Linked DNA regions of Mus musculus: regions 1, 2, 3, 4, 6 and 7 are each linked to region 5. The links are chromatin contacts, called in public HiChIP or PLAC-seq and promoter capture Hi-C maps. All regions are on one chromosome and are shown on one strand. The core of a region is the stretch at or near the end of the contact, and the rest is flanking DNA. Distances in the headings are between cores, read along the strand shown. Region 1 holds the start of Kcna1 (potassium voltage-gated channel, shaker-related subfamily, member 1). Region 2 holds the start of Nrip2 (nuclear receptor interacting protein 2). Region 3 holds the start of Kcna6 (potassium voltage-gated channel, shaker-related, subfamily, member 6). Region 4 holds the start of Fkbp4 (FK506 binding protein 4). Region 5 holds the start of Parp11 (poly (ADP-ribose) polymerase family, member 11). Region 6 holds the start of Tulp3 (tubby-like protein 3). Region 7 holds the start of Tead4 (TEA domain family member 4).

Region 1 (2,700 bases), core at 183-2,682, 810 kb after region 5:
GGATGCTTCCTGCCTGTAACCCCAGTACTAGGGAGGTTTAAACAGGAGAGTTACTGTGTTTTTAGGGCCAGCCTGGGCTTCAGTGTAAAACCATTTCAAACAACAAGGAAATTGAATAAGCAAACAACACTCTCCCCATTAAAGACAACCATTTTATGTTGATGCATGTCCTTTGATGCCTTCTGTTGCCCTCTTCCTCCCAGCCTAAGGGGTCCCATGGTCCACCTGCCATGACCTTCCTTGTTATTTCTTCCTGTTCACAATGACCTTTTGGTTGCGTTAAGACTTGCATGTTTGTTCATAAACTATTTGTCTTTTATCCATTGGTCTGTGTTTCAGGTTGCCGATTCCCATGAGCCCTCTGCAGAGAGGTCTTTCCCATCTGGAAGCCCATCCTAGTACTGGACACACATTCTGGGTTTATTTCTTTACTCTGTGCCTCCCATTGAATGTGAGCTCCCTAAGATGTGGAACTGTATGTCACTGGTCACCCAGCGCTAGGACAAGGCTGGTCCAAAGCTAAGCAGAACAAACTTTTGTTGAATGTTTAAGGGCCTTCTGACCCCTAGCAACTGAGGACTCATGTGAAAAACGCCGAATCCTCATCTCAACAACTTTTTGTCCAGTTCCTCGGAGGTTCAAAGTCCCGCTTTAATCACATTAGCCACTTGGGAGGATCCAGTAATCCTGTTACTTACAACTCTGAATTTTTGAATTGGGAGGCTATGTAATCTGAAACACTTTTCTTAGGCAATCTCCTTATAATAAGGGATGAATCAGGACAAGGACGTGCACAGGAAACAAGAATTCAGGATCAGGAAGGAGGAAGTGGAAGACGGGGCGGGGGCAGTAAAACGGAGCAGGGAAGATGAAGTGAAGCTCTGGGACAAGGCAAGGAAATGTTGATGCAGTAGGTTCACTGTGAGATTTTTTAGCTGCAGCGACTACCGAACCATCATGCCTGACATTTCTTGGCAGAGCCTCGCATTTATTATTATTTTTCCACCAATGGAGCATCAGTGCAGAAGAGGAGCGGGGGCGGGGGGTAAGGAGTTTCTGGGATGAGGGACCAGTGTGCACTGGGTGGAGTTTAAGGTGGGAAGAAGTACTGTGCAATAGAACTCGCTGTTCATGGAAGAAAAGGCAGGGTTAGGAATCCGGAGGAGAGGAGCGAACAAACACTTATTTTTTTTTTTCCCCCTGAAAGGAATGCTGGGGTCTGAATCTGGAGGAGGAATTTAACTAGCTGTATCCCTGGGATCCTTCTAGAGGCCCCTGCCTTACTAGCCACAATAGAGCCAGGAGGATGTGATCATTGACTTTGATTAAAGAGGTTGGTGGTGTGGGCGGCAGGCGCCGCGAGCCGCGGTGGTGCGAAGGGGCGGTACCAAGGCCGTGCCAAGAACCAATCAGCGATGACTCTGGATTCTTGGGGGCTCCTCAGAGGCTCCGCAGCGGTGGAAGGACTGGAGCTGCTGGCTGCCTCCTCCGGTGCAGCCTGTATCCAGGTGCAGCGGCACTGGGGACGCGGTGCATATCCCTTGCTCAGACTGCCACTGTGACCCTTGCGCGAATATGTCCGGAGCCTAGAAAGTGGTCCTGAGCGGCAGAGGGCCACTGGGTGGGTGGGTGAGTGGGGAGGTTCGGAAGGCAGGACTGAGGGTAGGAAGCGAATTGGGCGACTTGCTTCTCACGTTTGTCCCAATTAGCACCAAGTTGGCAGACAATCCACAAATCCACGACACCTTTGCTTGTCCGCCCCCGCCGCCTCCCTTCCCCCTCCCGTCAAATTCTCTGCATTTCAGAATATTCTGACTGTAAGAAAACTTCAGCTCCCCCTCCTCGGTTCAAGTGAAACAGACACTTGGCACCACCTTCTCCCAGTAACACTGTGTGGATGAATCCCGGAGATCCTCAACTGCAGCGCTTACCAAACTGCACCCTTTGGAGTGTGGCTGGCGTGGGGTTGGGGGGCTAGGGTGGGCTGAGCAGAGAGGCCTCTGGGGGAGAGGCGGGGTGGCGCGGAGGAGCGAGATGCAGGAGCAAGATCGCCTGTGTGACTGCATCTAAAGCAGACTGGTCCAAGGAGTTCTGCCAGGGACACCACCGCCTGCATTGCGTCGGACCTGACCATCTCCAATGTGAAATTCCCGGGGAAGGTCGCTCGCAGCGGAGGGCCGTGCGTGGGAGGGGCTGCCGGCCGCCGGGAAAGAGGAGTTGGTGGTGGGCTTTTCGGGGGGGGGGGCGGAAGAAAAGCTGTGCAGGCAAGGATGGGAACTGAATGACAACCCCCCTCTGCCAAACCACCCCCTCATATTTTCCATCTACCTCCTCGCTCCTGCCCTCCCCCGCCCTCCCCAACCCACGCCCGGGTGGGCCAATCGCTGCTCCGCATTCCAGGCGCTTTCTCAGGTTTCTGCTGATCTTGCAGCGCCCAGAAATGGACCGAGCGAACCTGCGGCCGCACGCTCCCTGCCCCACTCGGAGCTGCTGAAGGCTCGCGGCGCGCCGCGGAGAGAGGTCCGTGCTGTGGTAGCGCAGGTTACCGGAGAGCCATGTAGAGCCAGGCTTTGAGCCGCCCGCCTCCCTCGGGATCGAATCAAGGGCTCCCGTAGTGTTCAGAGGGGGGCGAGAGTGCAGCTTATCGCCATTTGCTTGGGTGATTCCGGAGAAGGTGGCCTTTTTGTCTTTCCACCCCGC
Region 2 (2,700 bases), core at 163-2,662, 950 kb before region 5:
GGACCCATAGCTAGAAGCATTCCCAATCGTCTCCCTTAGTGTTGCTATTAGCTAGGCAATGTCACAGTGCTAAGTATGTGGAAGCCTAGGTGACCTGTTTACCAGGTGGATGCTCGCAACTTTATTCCTTTCTAACAGATGGAGATAACAAGGCACAGAGACAACTTTCCAAATTACAGCCAGAATTTGGTCCCAAGCAAGGTGGTTCCAAAGCCCGTGCTCTTAACCATTATATCCCTGGGGGCAAAGACTGCACGCTGACCCTAGCCCCCCTTACCTCCTCATTGTCACCCTCGGCCTGTTCCCTCTGGGGGGCCAAAATTGCTGCAGTGGTTTGGGAGGAAGGGACATAAGGACACAGACAGGTCCAGGTCAGAGCCATATGAACCCCTGATTGCCCAGGAGACCCTCAGTAAGTGGGTGATAGGGGGGAAAGGGCAAAAGTGGGGGCAGGTCTGAGGAATGGGGCAAATTCGTGGGCAGCTTTGAAGGAATCTAGAAGTAGGAGTCATAACCCCGGGGTGACGGATCCTCTAGGCCTTACTGTCCTTATGTGTCCATTCCCTGGGAATCCCGGGTCCTCTAGGCTGCGCTGAACAACATGACTCTCCACTACCCCAGGATAGCCTTGGGCTTTAAGGGGGGAAAACGGTGGAAGCTGAGTTATGAGCCCAGGGACCCTCACTGCCACCAGGCCAAGAAACATTCCCAATGAAGGATCTGGGGAGGATTGGGGGGCTGCAAGTTGGCAGAAACATCTTTCCCATCTCAACAGGAGAAAGAAATTTGAAGATTGAGGCTCTGCCCTTTAGACCACCTCCCTTCACCCCAAACACAGGATATGAAGAAGAGGAGAGAAAGGGTCAGGGTCCTTACCAGGTCCTTAGAGGTGCCGAGTCTCTTGAGGCTGTCCAGGGGCAGCAGGTCAGCCGAGTCCTTGTGCAAGAACTGGGTGGCCTGTTTGAGTTGGCGCTGCTGGCTCAGGTGGGCTCGGTCCCGAAGCGAAGCTTCCTGTTCTTTCCTGGAGTCTCCCTCATCTCTCCTGGCCTCTTGCCCGGTGCTCATGGTCTTCTGTGGAAAGCAGACAGGGTGTATGGGAGTCTCTCTCCACCTCCTTTTTGCTCCCAGCTCCCCCTATAGCTTCTGCCTTTCTCTGTCTCCGGACTGCGGCTCTCCCTCTGACAGGAGGGTCTCAGCAGGAAGAAAAGAAGAAATAAATAAATAATAGGCGAGAGCAGCGCGTCAGACACCAGTTTCCAGAGATTGCAGTAGAGGGAGCGAGGTTCCGGCTGGAAAAACCCAGCCCTAAAGGAGAGGGAGGGCGAGCAGGGCCTGCAGCTGGTAGGCTGCAAAGCCTGCAGCTCTGGGGTCCTGCTCAGAGTGGGTGGTGGATGGTTGTGTGTGTGTGTGTGTGTGTGTGTGTGTGTGTGTGTGTGTGTGTGTGTGCGCGCGCGCGCGCACGCGGGTGTTGTAAACTGTCAGGAGGCTGTGCCAAGTCATCAGAGAGAGGTGAGTGCCATTGTGTGGGGGCGCATGTTTGGTATGTGTGGGGAAGCAGGCATGCATGTCCCTTGTCTCTTGTGTTTTGTGGACCGGCTCTGCTGTCCCCTTCCAGTCTCTGAACAGTCAGCCACCCAGCTCTTTTCTCATGCTGCTGTCCTTTGCTACTAGGGTTTGAGGTGCTGGCCAGAGAGGGACAGTATGAGAGTGGCCTCCCCACCTCTCCTCCATCTGCCATCAGCCACCCTCCTTGCTTGGCCTCTCCCTGTCAGTCCCAATATCTCTCTCGAATTGCAAAGAGATCAGGAACGTTCTAGTAATACTCACCTCTGAGATCTTCCCTGTTAGACGCTGAAGTCCCAGTGATTCCATGATGAGGAATTCTGGGAATGTTCTGGGCCTAATACATCTCTCCAACTGGGTTAGTCTGTGACTCACCTTGGTCCTCTCCCATCAGAATCCCAACTACTTGGGAAGGTGAGACAGGAGGATCACAATTCAAGGCCTGCCTGGACTACAGTGTGAGTTCACTCTCAGGCTTTCAATTTAGTGAAATATATATATATATATATATAATTTGTTTATTATATGTAAGTACACTGCATCTATCTTTGGGCACACCAGAAGGCATCTGATCTCATTACAGAGGGTTGTGAGCTACCATGTGGTTGCTGGGATTTGAACTCAGGACCCTGGAAAAGCAGTCAGTTAAGAGACCTCAGTTAAGAGCAGCTCTTAACCGCTGAGCCATCTCTCCAGTCCAATTTAGTGAAATCTTAAAAATAAAAAGAAGGGGGCTGAAGAGGTGGCTCAGTAGCTAAGAGCATTGGCTGCTCTTCTGGAGGACCAGGGCTCAATTCCCAGCATCCACATAGTGGCTCACAACTGTCTGCAGCTCACAACTATCTGTAACCCCAGTTCCAGGGGGTCCATGGCACCAGACATGCCCGTGGTACATATATACATATACATGTACATATGCACAGAGGCAAAATACCCATACACATAAAATAAAAATAAAAAGAAGGGTTGATGTCCCAGAGAAGGGGGATGCTAGTGGGGTGAGCACCCTCTTAGAGGCAAAGGGGAGGGGGGTTCATGGAGAGGAGACAAGGAAGAGGGATAATATTTGAAATATAAACAAAAAGATTAATAAATAAAAAACAAAACAAAAAATTAAAATAAAAAGAAGGGCCTGGA
Region 3 (2,700 bases), core at 187-2,686, 710 kb after region 5:
AGGAGACCTGGGGAGGGACAGGCGGGAGCCCAAGCTTCCATGTGTGATGAAGTCAGCATCATCTCCACTCGATTTCCTCCCTACAGGTCCAAGAACTCTGGTTTCCTCCCCTGCCTCATCCCTCTGGGAGCACCTGCTGTGAAAACTGCTGTGGTTTAAAAACAGTCTGTCTAGATCGTATGGCTAAAAACCCATACATGCATCTCATGGCTTGAGAGAATCTTATGTGCCATTACTGTCCTTATCCTACGGACGCTCTTTCTTATGAAGAAACACTGGCCGTTGCCAGCCAATCAACTGTGGCCACGGCAAGTCAAGAGCAAGCTACCTGGTAGTCTGAAACCAGGTGCACCATCCAGCGACTTCATCCACGTGATCTAGGGAGGAAGCCTTTGGGAGAATGGATGGAAAATCTTTTTGGCATTCTAAGAGAGGCAGAGTAGTTTGTCCCATTCAAATCCTACCAAATGAGACTCTATGGCCTAGAAGGGGAGGCCATCTTTCTGGTAAAGCAACTAAAATGTGTTTATTAGATGCTCATCACACATAGCTACATTGTTTATTGACACTTTGACTACCTCCTTTTTGTTTTTCCTTTCCTCCCTTTTCTTGACACAGATAAGTATAAATTGCAGAATCTTTTTATTTACTTTTTTCTTTTCTTCTTTTTTTCTCCAAAGGAGGCGTGAAGCAAAGATTCTTGGCTGCTATTCCTTGTATATAGTGTTTCTTCAATATCATAGTCTTCTGGTGCTTTTTCATGGAGATGATGGTGGACGTCTTCAGGACTCCATGAGAGCACTGGGCACGGGCAGGCTTTTCCTCCCCTCTTACTATCACTGCGCCTTGAAAGAGAGCTGCAGCCTTGCCTTTCCAGGTTGCAAAAGTGAGAGTCTGATGGGGAATTAACATTGGGACACAGCCTAAATGGAAAGCTCTCAAGACATTTAAAAATACTTCATCTTCCCCCCCCCCCCAGGAGAGGTTGAAAATGGCAAACATGTCTTCATGGATATAAAAAACATGGATTTTTCCCTCTCCTGTCCCCCCCCGACCCCCCCAAGTAAATAGCTGTGGAGGGGTCAGGTGCTGTGTATAGCTTATTGGGCAGGGGTGTGTTGTGGGCCAGCGTATGTGATTTCTTTTTGCTGAAATACACTGAGCAGGTCAGCTCGGTGAACAGAAACGAGAAGAGATGACTATGGAGAGATGGAGTGGGTGTGTTATTAGGATACTGCGGCTTGGTTGGGGTGGGGGTGGGGGCGTGCGTGTGAATGTGAGAAAGCAAGAGGCATGCCAGGAGAGCGCGGGAAAGATTACTGGGGAGGCAAGTATACACATCTCTCCCCAGCATCCAGGCTTGCTGCAGCCCCTGACTGGGTAAGGGGTGTGATGTGAGAGTGGGGTGGGCAGCAGGCGGGGCCTGCCACGTCACTTGGAGAGTGTGTTAAGGAGGAAGGGCAGAGCTGAGAGCTGAGCCTGCTGCTGCTGTTGCTGCTGCTGCTGCTGCTGCTGCTGCTGTTGCTGCTGCTGGGGCTGCTGCGGGTGCAGGCAAGGCTTGAAGCGGTGGGGAGGTGGGTCTCCGCGCTTCGGCGCCCGGGAAGGCCCAGGGCGATTCCGAGGCCTCTAGAACAGCTAGCTCCTGGGGAAGAAGGTGGCGGCTGCAATCGCGACCTTGGCCAGACCTAGTTCGGTGGTGGACGTAGGGCGGAGGCGGAGGCCGAGCCCGGGCAGGAGTCTTTGGTGAGCCAGAGGGAGGCGCATCTGGCGCTTAGGTACCAGCGGCAACCCAGAGTCGTGTGCAGCTGGAGAAGCGCAGTAGGACCTGGTGAGAGCCAGCAGGTCTGGAGGGCGGACCTGTGGGTCCTGAGCCCAGTTTTAGGCACCATCGAGAGCTAAGCCACGCGTCTTTTCGGGCAGCCAGTTTCACGCGCGCGACAGTTTGCGGGTTCCAGGCATCTCAGAAATCCTGAGCACGGAGGCGCGGCTATTGAGAGCCAGAGCCACTTCCCAGACCTAGCCTGGCAGAGGGACCAGCTGCAGGGCTCACCGACCTAACCGCCAGGTCAGAGCACGGGCCCCACCCTAAAGGAGGGCACAGCCGAAGCTGTGAAGCGGGTGCCGCTCTCTGGAGCTCGTGTCGTGGGCGCCGTCCTAGTGGCGGGGAGCGCACCGCCGAGGTGACATGAGATCGGAGAAATCCCTGACGCTGGCGGCGCCGGGGGAGGTCCGTGGGCCGGAGGGGGAGCAACAGGATGCGGGTGAGTTCCAGGAGGCCGAGGGCGGCGGCGGCTGCTGTAGTAGTGAGAGGTTGGTGATCAACATCTCCGGGCTGCGCTTCGAGACGCAGCTGCGCACCCTGTCGCTGTTCCCTGACACGCTGCTAGGAGACCCTGGCCGCAGAGTCCGTTTCTTTGACCCCTTGAGGAACGAGTACTTCTTTGACCGCAACCGACCCAGCTTCGACGCTATCCTTTATTACTATCAATCTGGAGGTCGCCTGCGCAGGCCTGTTAATGTGCCCCTGGACATTTTTATGGAAGAGATCCGCTTCTATCAGTTGGGAGAGGAAGCCCTGGCGGCCTTCCGGGAGGATGAGGGTTGCCTGCCCGAAGGTGGCGAGGATGAGAAACCACTCCCCTCCCAGCCTTTCCAGCGACAGGTCTGGCTTCTCTTTGAGTACCCGGAGAGTTCCGGGCC
Region 4 (2,700 bases), core at 29-2,528, 990 kb before region 5:
TCAATACTGTGGGTGTTAGGGATAAAACCCAGGTCTAAAGACTTTCAAAAGCACCAACATCCACTGAGCCATCTCGCAGGCACCATATAATAACTAGCTTATTGCCTACTTAAACGCCATCACTTGCGTTGGACCACGAACAGCACCATGCTGGGCACACAGAGACAAAAAGTTCATTACACTGGAATGAAAACTCGCAAAGCCAATAATACAATAGGCAGGTCTGATAGCACTCACCAGGCTGTATAACTGGGTACTAAACTGCTGGGCAGAGTCAGGACCTCTCCAGACAGATCTTCCATCAAGCCAGCACTGTTCCGGTAATCAGAACTTCATGGTTTTAGCCACACAGACTCAGAACTCCACAGGCATCTCATAGGAGCAGCGAGCAGGTTGAGAAAACCTTCCTTCCTATTCACCTTTAGTAAAGAGGGGGAAGGGGGAAAAAATTTTTTTTTCGCGTGAGCTGAAACCATTTTGTGTGCCAGTACTAACCAAAAAAGGCTGATTAGTATGGTGGGAGAAAAGGAATTTTAACACACGTACCTCCACTTACAAGTCTATGGCTCTTATAAATCTGCTCATGGCATTTTTGCGGTGGGCCTGCCAGGCTGCAGGGAGGGCAAAGTTGTGTCCGATCTGTGCACCTGGGCTGAAACTGTCCCTACGGGGCCCACACTTTCAATCCCTCGACCTCTCTTTCCCACACTGCTCAGGTGCCCACGCCTGGAACCATGGGCATCTGTGGCACAATCACGGGAGGCCGATCTTTGCCACTTCACATCTGACTGCCTGTCTCCAGCTATTCCGCTGTGGGCCTGGGTGAGCAGGGCCGGCCACGAGGCAGGCCCGGACTTGGGAGGCTCGCCACTTGGAGTCCTGAGGATAGAGAAGGATCTGGAAAAATCGCTTAGACGCGGGCAGAGGGGTGGGGTAAGGGTGGGGGTGGGGCGGAACGACATAGGGAAGATTGTGATCCCAGAGGTCCTGGTGTAGGAGGAGGGCACTCCTAGGGGCCATCAACCAGAAAAGCAAATCTTAACAAAAACGACACAAACAAACAAAAAAACCAAACCACTCCAGTACCCTCAGTCCAAGAGCCTCAACCCGTTTAACCGCTTCTCTAGAAAGTTCTCCGCTCCCGCCCCTTTGCAGCCCGCTCGTGCCGCTCCTCCCTGCCCCGCCCCCGAGGCGGAGGGGACCAATTGCAGGCCGGGCCGCGCCAGGCCCGCCCCTCGGCGTCACCCCACTCGGCCGCCGCCGGCGAGCGCGCGGATAGCCGGGTGCGCGAGCCTGGAGCGCGGTTCGAGGTGGGCAGCGCCGCCTTCCGCCGCACGCCGCCCCGTCGCTCACTCCGGTCGGCGGCCAGAGTGCCGTGCTCGCGCTTGCCACACTCTCGCAGCCAACGGTGCGCCCAGCGGCCATGACCGCCGAGGAGATGAAGGCGGCGGAGAACGGGGCGCAGTCGGCGCCCCTGCCTCTCGAAGGAGTGGACATCAGCCCCAAACAGGACGAGGGCGTGCTCAAGGTGAGGGGCCGCGGAGTCCTCGGCTGCAGGCTCATGGGCCTTGGGGGTACCGCGGCCGGAGGATGGGGGGGATTCGTCTTCCCTGCGCAGGCTGCAGCCCTGAAAACGGCACGGCGGCTGCACGCTCCGGAGGGTGCGGCCCGGGTCCGGGAAGAAGCCCCCACTGCAACGCCAACTCGATCCGGCTGCACTGTGCGGCTGAGAGGGGCGGAGCGGAGCGCGAGAGCCGCTGCCAGGGGGCCCGGGCGGGGTGCACGAGGCTCGGGCGCGCCGAGGGACTCAGGCCTCGCCTCCCGGGAACCCCTCGGCCGCAGCGTGCGCCGTCCACCTGGACGAAGGTGCGCCAGGGCTCGCCCACTTGAAAGTTAAACATTAGCTAGGACCTGAAACGGCTCCCGGGAGCAGGTTCCTGGCCCAAAGCCCTTTGTGCCTTTCTGCGCCCCTTTTGCAATCGCCGAGATCCAGCGAGGTCACGGGCTCGGCCATGCTGTGCCCCCTTTCTCGGCCCGGGGAGAGCGAGAGCGATGCATGCCGGGACCTGTAGTTCCTCGCCTGCCCCTCCTGAGTCTTTCTGAGTTGGGGGGTACTGGGTGCTGGCCATGGGGGGAGGTGCATTGCCTTAGAGCCAGCGGCTCACTAATCGCCTGACTGCAAATAGCCCGAGGAGCGAGGGGGAGGGCGCCCTGACCCGGGTCGGGACAATGGACGCCGTTTCAGAGCAGGTTCTGCCAGCAGTCCAGGACGGTGAAATCCTAACCTGCATTGCATGTCTCCCTGCATCCATTGTTTCTCCTCCGTGAGTCCCATTGCTCAGTTTCTAGTGTGTGTGGCTTGTGCAAACCAGAGACCTTAGGGAGCCTCGTTGGTCCAGAAATGCTCCTGGCTTTTTACCTCAACTCTTGCTGCTCCCCGTGAACATGTGGCCCTTTCTCCTTTGCGCTAGGTTCTGATTCCCAGACGGGGTCTGTTCCTCTTTTATCCTCCATTCCTTCGCGGGGCCCTGTACATTCTTATCAAGGAAGCCTTAGAGGATGGGTTCCATATCTACCTATTGGCTCTCCTATGGGGTCACCATATATAAGAATGTTAAGCAGAAATAGACGCCTGCCTATACACGCAGGAGAGATAAAGGACTCCTTGGCTTGCCAGACAGGTAGTTTCCCTTCCCACAT
Region 5 (2,700 bases), core at 96-2,595:
TGGTAAAAACCAACTCCATATTGACATGTAAGAGATGGATACTGATGACACTTAATAGTTAACAGTGAACAGCGTGTATGTATGAACAGCTATCCCAATTTTGCTAAAATCACATCCAAACGTATACTTTCCTCTGCCCTGATCTGATGACAGTATTAGTGTATGAATCAAAACTATCTGGTAACTGTCATGATGGAATGGGATGGAATGGAACTACAATGTGGACTGAATCCCAATTCATGGGCTCATTTCTAATCAGGTACTAACTTTCAGACGTGGGAAAATTTACTGATAGACTTAACTGATAATACACTTAAGTAGGAAGTAGGTTACTGGTTTTGTGAGGGAAAGCAAAAGGGTTACTTCAAGTATTGACTTAGAGGGTTATTGAAGTCAAATTAATGGTTAGCTCAGCTTCTGAGGTAGTTTCACAAACTAAGTCCACAAATTTCTTGAAATGCGATTCTGCCCATCGACCCCGAAGTTTTAAGTTCAGCGTACATTTTTCTCACTATTACATTCCCATAACAAGATCTGAATACTCTTGACAAATAGATCTGAATCCTCATTCATGGCGGGTAGGAGTTTGAATGAACGAACGAATGAATGAACGAACGAACCAATGAATGAAAGCAAGTATTAAAAAAAAATGCCTGCAGACATAAGACCTACTGAAGGCAAACAAAGGATTCCAGATCATTGTTCTAACCACGGAAAGAAAACATTTAAGAACGTCATCCCCTGAAACTCATATAGAGGATCCTCCATGCTCTGTAGCTCCAAAAAGAAGGAGCAACGAGGGTGCGGGGGTCGAAAGGAACTAGCAGGTTCGAAAGCCAGTAACTTCAACTGGAAAGCAGAATACAAAATATAAAATGAGGGAAAAAAGCGAAGACAGAGAAGCCCCCGGAAGTAAAATCAACAATCGGGAAAGGAAAGCAACAGCGTAGAAGCGGCCACCGAACGCTCCCACGGCTCAAAGCTGCGAGTCCACGGCCCGCAGGAGGCCCCCGCGAAGCGGGACAGCCACGACCCCGGAACGCAAACCCCCAGCCTGAGGCACCGCGGGGGCGAGTTCCCGGGAACGCCTCCCCGCCCTTCTCAGGCAACCCCGCCCACTGGGCCCGCCCCGTCCCGCCGGCTACTCACCGGATTCGCTTCCCACATAACGGTGCGAAATCGAGCGGAGAGAGCCTGGGGGAGGGGCTAGCCGTGGGGTCGATATGGTGGGCTTTTTCCGAGGGTCCCCAGGAGCGAAAGGACCGAAAGGCACCCTTTACGGAAGCCTTCCTTCTCCCCCTCCCCGTCACAAGCTGGCGTCTTCGGACCATCGAACCTCCCGACTTCCGCCTGGATCCAGCCAATCAGTGGCGGTCCCGCCCACCGCAAACTCGCTCCGCCTCTATGGCGCCCTTGGAACTTCCGCGCGTGCTGTCGCGGGCCGCCTTTACCTGTGTGGTAAAGCTGTTTGAAGCCGGCCATCATACCCACCACGTGATCGTCAAGCGTGGCAGGCTGCGTTTCCTCCATGCAGAACCTACGTTTATTAAAGATCACCTTATACCGAGTTTAGTGGCCAACCAAGTACTAGGCCTGAGAAGCACAACTCGACCAATGGCTTAAAGGTTAAAGCTTCAAACCTCTTTGTTGTTTGCAACATCCTCGAATTGGAGGTGATGATAGTTCTACCTGAGGGTGTAAATGAGCTTGCTGAAATCAGGTGCTTAGGTGTTTGCAATCTAGAAAATAATAAATAAATAAAGGGAGCTATTGGCCACGTGTCACTGGGCTTGGACGTGAACACTGACCAATATGTTGTCCCTGTCCTCGTGGATTTTAGAATCGACAGAAGAAAGCAAAAAGTAATTTGGAAACGCAAGAATGTAAAAACGTGAAATTTTAGACAGCATGGCAAATATGGAGGTTTCCAAGCAGGTTTACCTGAGTGCCTTGAATGCTAAGGCCTCAAATAGGTTCTTACACCGGTCACAAAAGAGGTACGATGGAAGAATATTCTTAAAGGCAAAGAAGTAGTGTGAGACTATAGGTGTATTTTTAAAAATAGGTCAAAGAATGACCACAGATTCAGAACCTGATTGTTTTTTACATTTTAATATATTTTTCCATTCCCATGTGTATGAATCTATTTCTTCAGACTATAGCATTCCATAGTTTACATGTTACACACATATCTTAAATAATCTACTGTGAGAGACACAAGTTACTATGTAACAAAAATTACTATAATCACTATTTTTGTTCAGACATTCATTAACCTCTTTGGAACGAATTCTTAGAAATGATACTGTTCAATAAGAAATTCTAAAAATTGTTGCCAAATGGTTAACCAGTTGCCCAAATACTTATTGCATAGCATAATTATTTTTTCTTACTACTTTGAAGTACATTTGCTAAATTTGCATGCATATGCATATATACATATATTCCTGAATATTCTTATCTGCTAATCCTCTGCTTATTCCTATGCTTTGCCATGCTATTATAATGTATAGATTCCTAATGTACTTGCTCTTTGATAAGAAATATCTCCTAATTTTCTTTTTCAGTTTTTTTCAAAATAATGAGTTCTCATCCAGAACACACTTCTTCCTGTATTTCAGGCCATGTGTCGGGAGTCGGGCTGGGCTGGGTATATGAACCCAGAACCTCACACATGCTAAACACCTCTTCCACCACTGA
Region 6 (2,700 bases), core at 51-2,550, 900 kb before region 5:
ACGGATGAGTACTTTAGGTTTGTGTTTTGAGATGTGTTTACAGTGGAAGAAATATGACGCTATCACATGTGGTGGAGAAATGGATTCCTATCAGTAACTTATCCTATGTGTACATAAAGTGGAAGCTCACACTCTAGTGTGGGTAGTGTGGATGTGCCTGTCTCAGTGGTCCTCTTACTCATTCAAATAGCATCTCTTTCAACCCTACTCATTTAGCACTAGCCCTTTCTAGACCAAGCAGAGCTTATGAGTGAAGATTTGTAGCACACACACACACACACACACAAAGGAGCAATCCAGAGTCCCACAGGGAGAGGGGCTAAGTGAGTGCAATGCTTTCCTAGCCTATGTGTGCAGGTATCATATTCCCTAGTTTTCAAAAATTAATTTCTGGGACCTGGAGAGGTGGCTCAGCAGTTATGAGCCCTGGATGCCCGGAGGCGCGAGTTCTATTCCCAGCACCCACATGGTGACTCACAACCATCTGTAACTCCAGTTCCGGGGTATCTGACAGCCTTGGGCACCAGGGATGCATATGATATGCAGACATACACATAGGTGAAACATACACATAATAGCCTAGGGCACGATGGCACATGCCTTTAATTCTAGCACTAGGGTGACAGAGGCAGTAGGATCTCAGAGTTCCAGACCAACCGAGGATAGTATAGTGAAATCCTGTCTCAAAATAAATACATTATTTTTTAAGTGAATTTTTGGATTCAACATCAGTGTGACTTTGGCCTTACTAATTAAGTTTATATGCTATAGTTCTGGTCATAAAGTCCTATAGGGACCAAAGCCACAAAGGCATTGATGGCTGGAGGCATGATTTACTGCAGAGAGGACAGCTTAGCTGCTACCCTCACTAAATAAGGACATTTGCTGAAGGTCCCCAGGTAGGGATCCCTCAGTCGGGCTTTGGGCAAAGGCTGGTTTGGGAGGCTGAAGGCCTCGGCTATCCCAGAGTCGGTGGTCAGATGCTGAGGCTTCAGGTGATAAAGAGTAGAAAACCCAAGGCAGCAGCCTGGATGTTCTCGGTGCCACAGAGGGGTGCTGGGGATCGCTCTGTGGGGGCCAGTCCCGGAGCGGTGGAATGGAGCAGCAGACTCTTCCGACCCAACCCCGGGGGGCTGCTCCCGGATCTAGCGCACGCGCCTTCGCCTCCCGGTGCCTCCCGCCCCCTGGAAACCCTCCAGCATCATGGCTAACGCCATTTGCCAGTGAGAGGGGAGCGTAGGGCACTGGACCAATGGGCGTCGGCGACAGTGCGGGGTGTGGTTGTCAGGGGCGGGGCCCGATCTCCTCCATCCTCTCCAGCCGGGCGGCGGCGTCTCGGGGTCTGGACGCTGATGCCACCGGTCGGGCGGGTATGGAGGCGGCGCGCTGCGCACCCGGACCCCGCGGGGACAGGTCAGGCGGCGGTGGGGCGGGCTGGGGTCTCCAGGGTGGGCGGGCAAGAGCGGAGGCCAAGATCGGGTCCCCAGCTGAGCAGGCGCTTTGCACACCCCGCGTCGCCAGAGCGCTCTCGCGTCTCTTTCCTGGAATTTACCCCGAACCTGCTCACCCTACTCCCCAAGGGCCTCCGATTCCCTCATTTGCAATGCGCTGTGCATCCCGTGCCGCCAGCACTCTTGAGCCGCTCCCCTGGAGTTTACCCTGGACCAGCTCGCCCTGCTCCCCTGGGGTCTCGATTCCCTTACTTGCAATGCGTTCGCCCTCCCCCATGTCTTTCACGAGTAGGATCAGAACTGAGCTGGAAGGAGGGCACTCTTGGGAGTCGACGCGGAAGGTCGCGAGTGATGGTTAATTGGTTCCAAGGCCGTTGCATTTGGCAGTCATTGCGGAATTCTGGAACGAGTCCGAGAGCTGAAAATGCAAAACTGTTCTTTTCTTCTTTCTTCCTTCCCCTGAGTTCTAGCAGTTCTTTCAATCAGGACTTAGTTTAGACTGATCCGTACTCTTGCTCGTGCCCCTGGCTTTTCTACCAATACCCCTCTTTTTGCCTGGTTCACATGGTGAGCTTGGAAAGACAAACGGGCTGCAATCTCAGCCTGTTCATTTCTTGTCAGCTAGGCTAACGAAAAGTTAATGGGGGGCCGTGTGAAATCACTGGCTCAAAACTTTGGCATGGTGTGAGGATTAAAATCAAACACGCCAACTACATTCTTCCTTTACCATTCCATTACCACAGCGATAAAGGCTTGGCGTGTTAGGATTTGGTCTGACGTTTAAACTGGTTTTTAACTGATCCGAAACCATATTTTACAAAGTTATAAAGACGGAATAGCGACCCCCCCACCCCCCGTGGGTCCCATCCAGACTAGGCTTCCCTGAAACTTAATAATAAGTTAATAAGGAGGACTTTGAACATTTGCCCCCTACCTCTGCCTCCCAAGGCGTCACCTGTTTTAATCTTTCATCAACTAAATTCTATAAACATGATAGCTGCTCTCTGAAATTTGTTTACAACTTCTCCATTTTGGGAACCGAAGATCCATTTACAAGGGTAAGGTCGGGGTAGGAAAGTTAGAATTCAGCGTGTATCCGGTTGAAATCAAATGATATCGCGTTCAGTTGAGGGATTTAGTTGTTAACGAAATGATTTTTAGAGAAGTAAATTTCTTAGGGATGTGATTTTATTTTTATTTTATTTTTTGAGATAGGTCTTATGAAGCAAGACTGAAACTCGATATTCAA
Region 7 (2,700 bases), core at 168-2,667, 850 kb before region 5:
TAGCTCTTATTTTCACACCAAACCTTCCTGAAACAGCGGTTGGTGAACTCAGGTTTCCATCAAGAGCTGGATCAAGGTCACCCCGCAGACCTGGTAGCAGAGACCTGTAATGGAATTCCAGCTATTCCTAAGGCTGAGGCCAGAGCAGCTGAGAGAGTTCAAGGTCAGCCTGATTAACTCAGTAGACTCAGTCTCAGAAACCAAAAGGAATCAAGGCTGGGGCCATAGCACACTGGTAGAGCATTGCCTAGCACACACAGGGAGTAGACATTAAACTGGGGAAAGTCACCCCAGTGCCTTGAATTAATTCTGTTGGTTTTGTTCTCAAATTCATGTGGATTTGCAATAATGAACTACTGTCTGGCTTCGACAGTGAACCTCTTGAAGGCAGGGGTCTGTTTCTGCACTGAGCTTGGTACCAGGTTCAATGAAGGAGTGTCCAATTAAGTGGTGGGACAGTCTGTACTTCACGCTCACAGATACGCTTGCTGCCTTGCAATGTTCTTTTCATGTGAATGGGATGTGACCAGGCTTTGTTATGACTCACCATTTAATAAGCTCACCAGAAGTTATACATCCAAATGAGGGCTGCATCCTTCAAAGTCCTCGCTTTGCGAGGCTGGATAGATACTCAGTCCCGTGGTGATGCTGGCATTTCCGTGGACTCTTTAGATCGCCTCTCTCGGTCACAACCCTGACATTTATAATACTTTCTTTCAGCGTCTCCCCGTGCTACCCTACCCTCATGTAGTATGTGTATCTCCATCTTGCGTTGTTAGCGTTGAGCAAACGATAAGATAATTCTGGAGATTTACTGCTGGCCCGAGTTTGTTTCACCAGCTCTGGCTGGGAGAGCCACACCAATAAAAGCTTAATGCTAGTGCTTCAGAGATTGTTTGATTTTGGGGAATAGTGAAGGCTTTTCTTTGATTTTAAGTTTCTCAAAGTGACAAGGTGAATGCGGGAGCTAGGTAGTAACTGATTTAAGCCAAATGGTTCTAAAGACTCGCAGCCCGAGCTCACGTGTTTCTCCTAAATTGATCTGGCACCCTTCTTTAAAACTCAGACTTCTAACTTCATGGCGACTCTGTCCTGTACCTTGGGTAACCAGCTAAGTTCCAGCTCTCTATGAACCACTGCTGGGACCTAATCTTTATTATTTCTCCCAGCATCCGGTAGACCCATGACTGGTCTCTCCTTTCCTGCTCTTTGAGAAGTGACAGTTCTGCAGATCCCAAGGGACAAGGAAAGAACTGAAAGACTGATGTTGGGGAGGGCTGGCGAGGGAAAGCGGTGGCGGATCTGGGAGCAGAGCCGGGAGTTCCTGCTTCCTGCTCCCGGAGCGAGTGTCCTCCGTAGCAGCCTCGGGGAAGGGAACAGCCCTTCCTGCTCCTGTCCGCGTACTCCAGGAGCGCAGCGAGGCGCGCCCCACCCCGGCGGAGGGGACGGTTTTCGGCTGGAGGTGGTGGAGAGACAGTTAGGACTCAACGCAACCCGGGGGTGTGGGGAGCTGGATGAGAGCGGGAAATCGGTAGATCAGAGTCAAGGGGTGTGGGTGCGAGCGGCGAGAGGCGCCGAGGGGTCCGCGGGGTTCCCGGGTGTCTCCGCCGTGTCCTGTCCCGTGGCCGCCCGCGGTTCCCGGGCTCCGCCCAGCCGTGGAGCCCAGCCTCTCTCTGGCCCGGTCTCCTCCCAAAGGTGCGGGTGGCAGCGCCACTCCCTCCGCTCCCTCCCCAGCCGCGCGCGTCTCATTCCAGCGCCCATTCCGTGCATTCCTGCCGGGCTCCTCTGCAAACTCCAGTCCCGGGGGTGGGGACCGGCCTCAGCTACGCGCTCGGGGCCCCGCAGCGGTCGCCGCGGCTGGAAGACTTGGCGCCCCGCGTGGACCTGCCGCAGCCGGCCGAGCTCTCCCACCCCGCCTCCCGAACCCTGGGACCGGTAAGGCTGCTGAGTTCGGAGGACACCCGCGTCCCGCGTGGTCCCGGGCAACACTAGGGGGCCAGTGGGGCACGTGCGGGCGGTGGAGTCTAGGGGCTGGACAGAGCAGGGTCGCTCGGCTGAAGTTGAGACTAACGAGCCTCAGCCAGGCCCTTTTCTACTTTTCTGCCTGGAGAAGAGAGCCCATAAGGGAGGTGTATTGCCTGGACCTTGTGCAGAGGTCCCCAGGGTTTGAGACGCCGTTGCTCCCCACGGTGAGAAGTGATGGGAGTGATGGACCGGAGTTCCCAAACTCCAAGGCACTATACTCTAGCAGGCAGCCCAGGGGCGCGCGCCGCGGTGCACACACGTGTCAGGGGGCTCCAGGCACACCCACACTCCGTCCGATTCAGTGAGTGAGTTCAAAGATAGGTATTACTGCGCCAGCATCCTTAAGTTTTGGGTGTTCCCGAGGAAGAGATATCTGTGCGCAGTGACTCACCTTGCTTCCAGGAGGAGGATTTGTTTGTGCTAAACGCGACCCTGTGTGCATCGCTACTTGAAGAAGGTGCTTGTCTGAAATCCCGAGTGTCGGAGTGGGCGTGGGTGTGCGATGCCTCCTCTCCAGGACTCTCCTCTCCAAGTCCTCGCTCTGAGGATGTTGGTTCTGGCTCTGACTTCTTCCTGAAGAACCGCGGCAGGGGACAATGTCTCCAAGTTCTTTGTGTTCAGGGAGAATTTGACAGTAGTAGTTGGAGGTGCCCCTCTTGCCATCCCTGCTGGGTT

What was found. Promoter capture Hi-C pulls out the DNA fragments that hold promoters and counts their contacts. HiChIP or PLAC-seq counts read pairs in DNA pulled down with a chosen protein or histone mark.
Region 1: a promoter capture Hi-C map of embryonic stem cells shows a contact between it and region 5, with 4 times the contacts expected there. The contact joins the promoter of Kcna1 here to the promoter of Parp11 in region 5. A contact is called at or near these places in 3 of 39 promoter capture datasets (embryonic stem cells, hippocampal neurons and stem cell-derived epiblast-like cells) and 1 of 484 Hi-C or Micro-C datasets (embryonic stem cells).
Region 2: a promoter capture Hi-C map of 3T3-L1-derived adipocytes shows a contact between it and region 5, with 4 times the contacts expected there. The contact joins the promoter of Nrip2 here to the promoter of Parp11 in region 5. A contact is called at or near these places in 2 of 39 promoter capture datasets (3T3-L1-derived adipocytes and hippocampal neurons).
Region 3: a promoter capture Hi-C map of stem cell-derived epiblast-like cells shows a contact between it and region 5, with 2.9 times the contacts expected there. The contact joins the promoter of Kcna6 here to the promoter of Parp11 in region 5. A contact is called at or near these places in 2 of 39 promoter capture datasets (hippocampal neurons and stem cell-derived epiblast-like cells) and 1 of 115 datasets of contacts at active chromatin or transcription factors (embryonic stem cells).
Region 4: an HNF4G HiChIP or PLAC-seq map of pancreatic cancer cells shows a contact between it and region 5. The contact joins the promoter of Fkbp4 here to the promoter of Parp11 in region 5. A contact is called at or near these places in 2 of 39 promoter capture datasets (cranial neural crest and pre-B cells), 1 of 115 datasets of contacts at active chromatin or transcription factors (pancreatic cancer cells) and 1 of 9 other capture datasets (adipose tissue).
Region 6: a contact with region 5 is called in a FOXA1 HiChIP or PLAC-seq map of pancreatic cancer cells. The contact joins the promoter of Tulp3 here to the promoter of Parp11 in region 5. A contact is called at or near these places in 3 of 39 promoter capture datasets (the 3T3-L1 cell line, 3T3-L1-derived adipocytes and pre-B cells), 1 of 484 Hi-C or Micro-C datasets (muscle stem cells) and 4 of 115 datasets of contacts at active chromatin or transcription factors (astrocytes, forebrain, memory CD8 T cells and 1 more).
Region 7: a promoter capture Hi-C map of hippocampal neurons shows a contact between it and region 5, with 3 times the contacts expected there. The contact joins the promoter of Tead4 here to the promoter of Parp11 in region 5. A contact is called at or near these places in 6 of 39 promoter capture datasets (the 3T3-L1 cell line, cranial neural crest, embryonic stem cells and 2 more) and 1 of 115 datasets of contacts at active chromatin or transcription factors (pancreatic cancer cells).

The regions. Positions count from the first base shown.
Region 1 is chr6:126,644,533-126,647,232 of GRCm38.p6, reverse strand. It overlaps Kcna1 (potassium voltage-gated channel, shaker-related subfamily, member 1), which reads left to right and starts at 1,432. Exons shown (of 2, transcript NM_010595.3): 1 at 1,432-2,700.
Region 2 is chr6:128,398,478-128,401,177 of GRCm38.p6, reverse strand. It overlaps Nrip2 (nuclear receptor interacting protein 2), which reads right to left and starts at 1,412. Exons shown (of 6, transcript NM_021717.2): 1 at 877-1,412. The coding sequence starts at 1,065.
Region 3 is chr6:126,739,410-126,742,109 of GRCm38.p6, reverse strand. Kcna6 (potassium voltage-gated channel, shaker-related, subfamily, member 6) reads left to right here and starts at 1,436. Exons shown (of 2, transcript NM_013568.6): 1 at 1,436-2,700. The coding sequence starts at 2,186. All of the region lies in intron 2 of Gm33581 (a long non-coding RNA gene), which reads right to left.
Region 4 is chr6:128,437,234-128,439,933 of GRCm38.p6, reverse strand. It overlaps Fkbp4 (FK506 binding protein 4), which reads left to right and starts at 1,278. Exons shown (of 10, transcript NM_010219.4): 1 at 1,278-1,528. The coding sequence starts at 1,424. Gm10069 (predicted gene 10069) reads right to left here and starts at 1,177. Exons shown (of 5, transcript NR_028593.1): 1 at 547-1,177; 2 at 238-419.
Region 5 is chr6:127,452,272-127,454,971 of GRCm38.p6, reverse strand. It overlaps Parp11 (poly (ADP-ribose) polymerase family, member 11), which reads right to left and starts at 1,345. Exons shown (of 9, transcript NM_181402.4): 1 at 1,150-1,345.
Region 6 is chr6:128,354,451-128,357,150 of GRCm38.p6, reverse strand. Tulp3 (tubby-like protein 3) reads left to right here and starts at 1,300. Exons shown (of 11, transcript NM_011657.2): 1 at 1,300-1,413. The coding sequence starts at 1,373. It overlaps Rhno1 (RAD9-HUS1-RAD1 interacting nuclear orphan 1), which reads left to right. Exons shown (of 3, transcript NM_001326585.1): 3 at 1-151.
Region 7 is chr6:128,299,530-128,302,229 of GRCm38.p6, reverse strand. Tead4 (TEA domain family member 4) reads left to right here and starts at 1,417. Exons shown (of 12, transcript NM_011567.2): 1 at 1,417-1,935.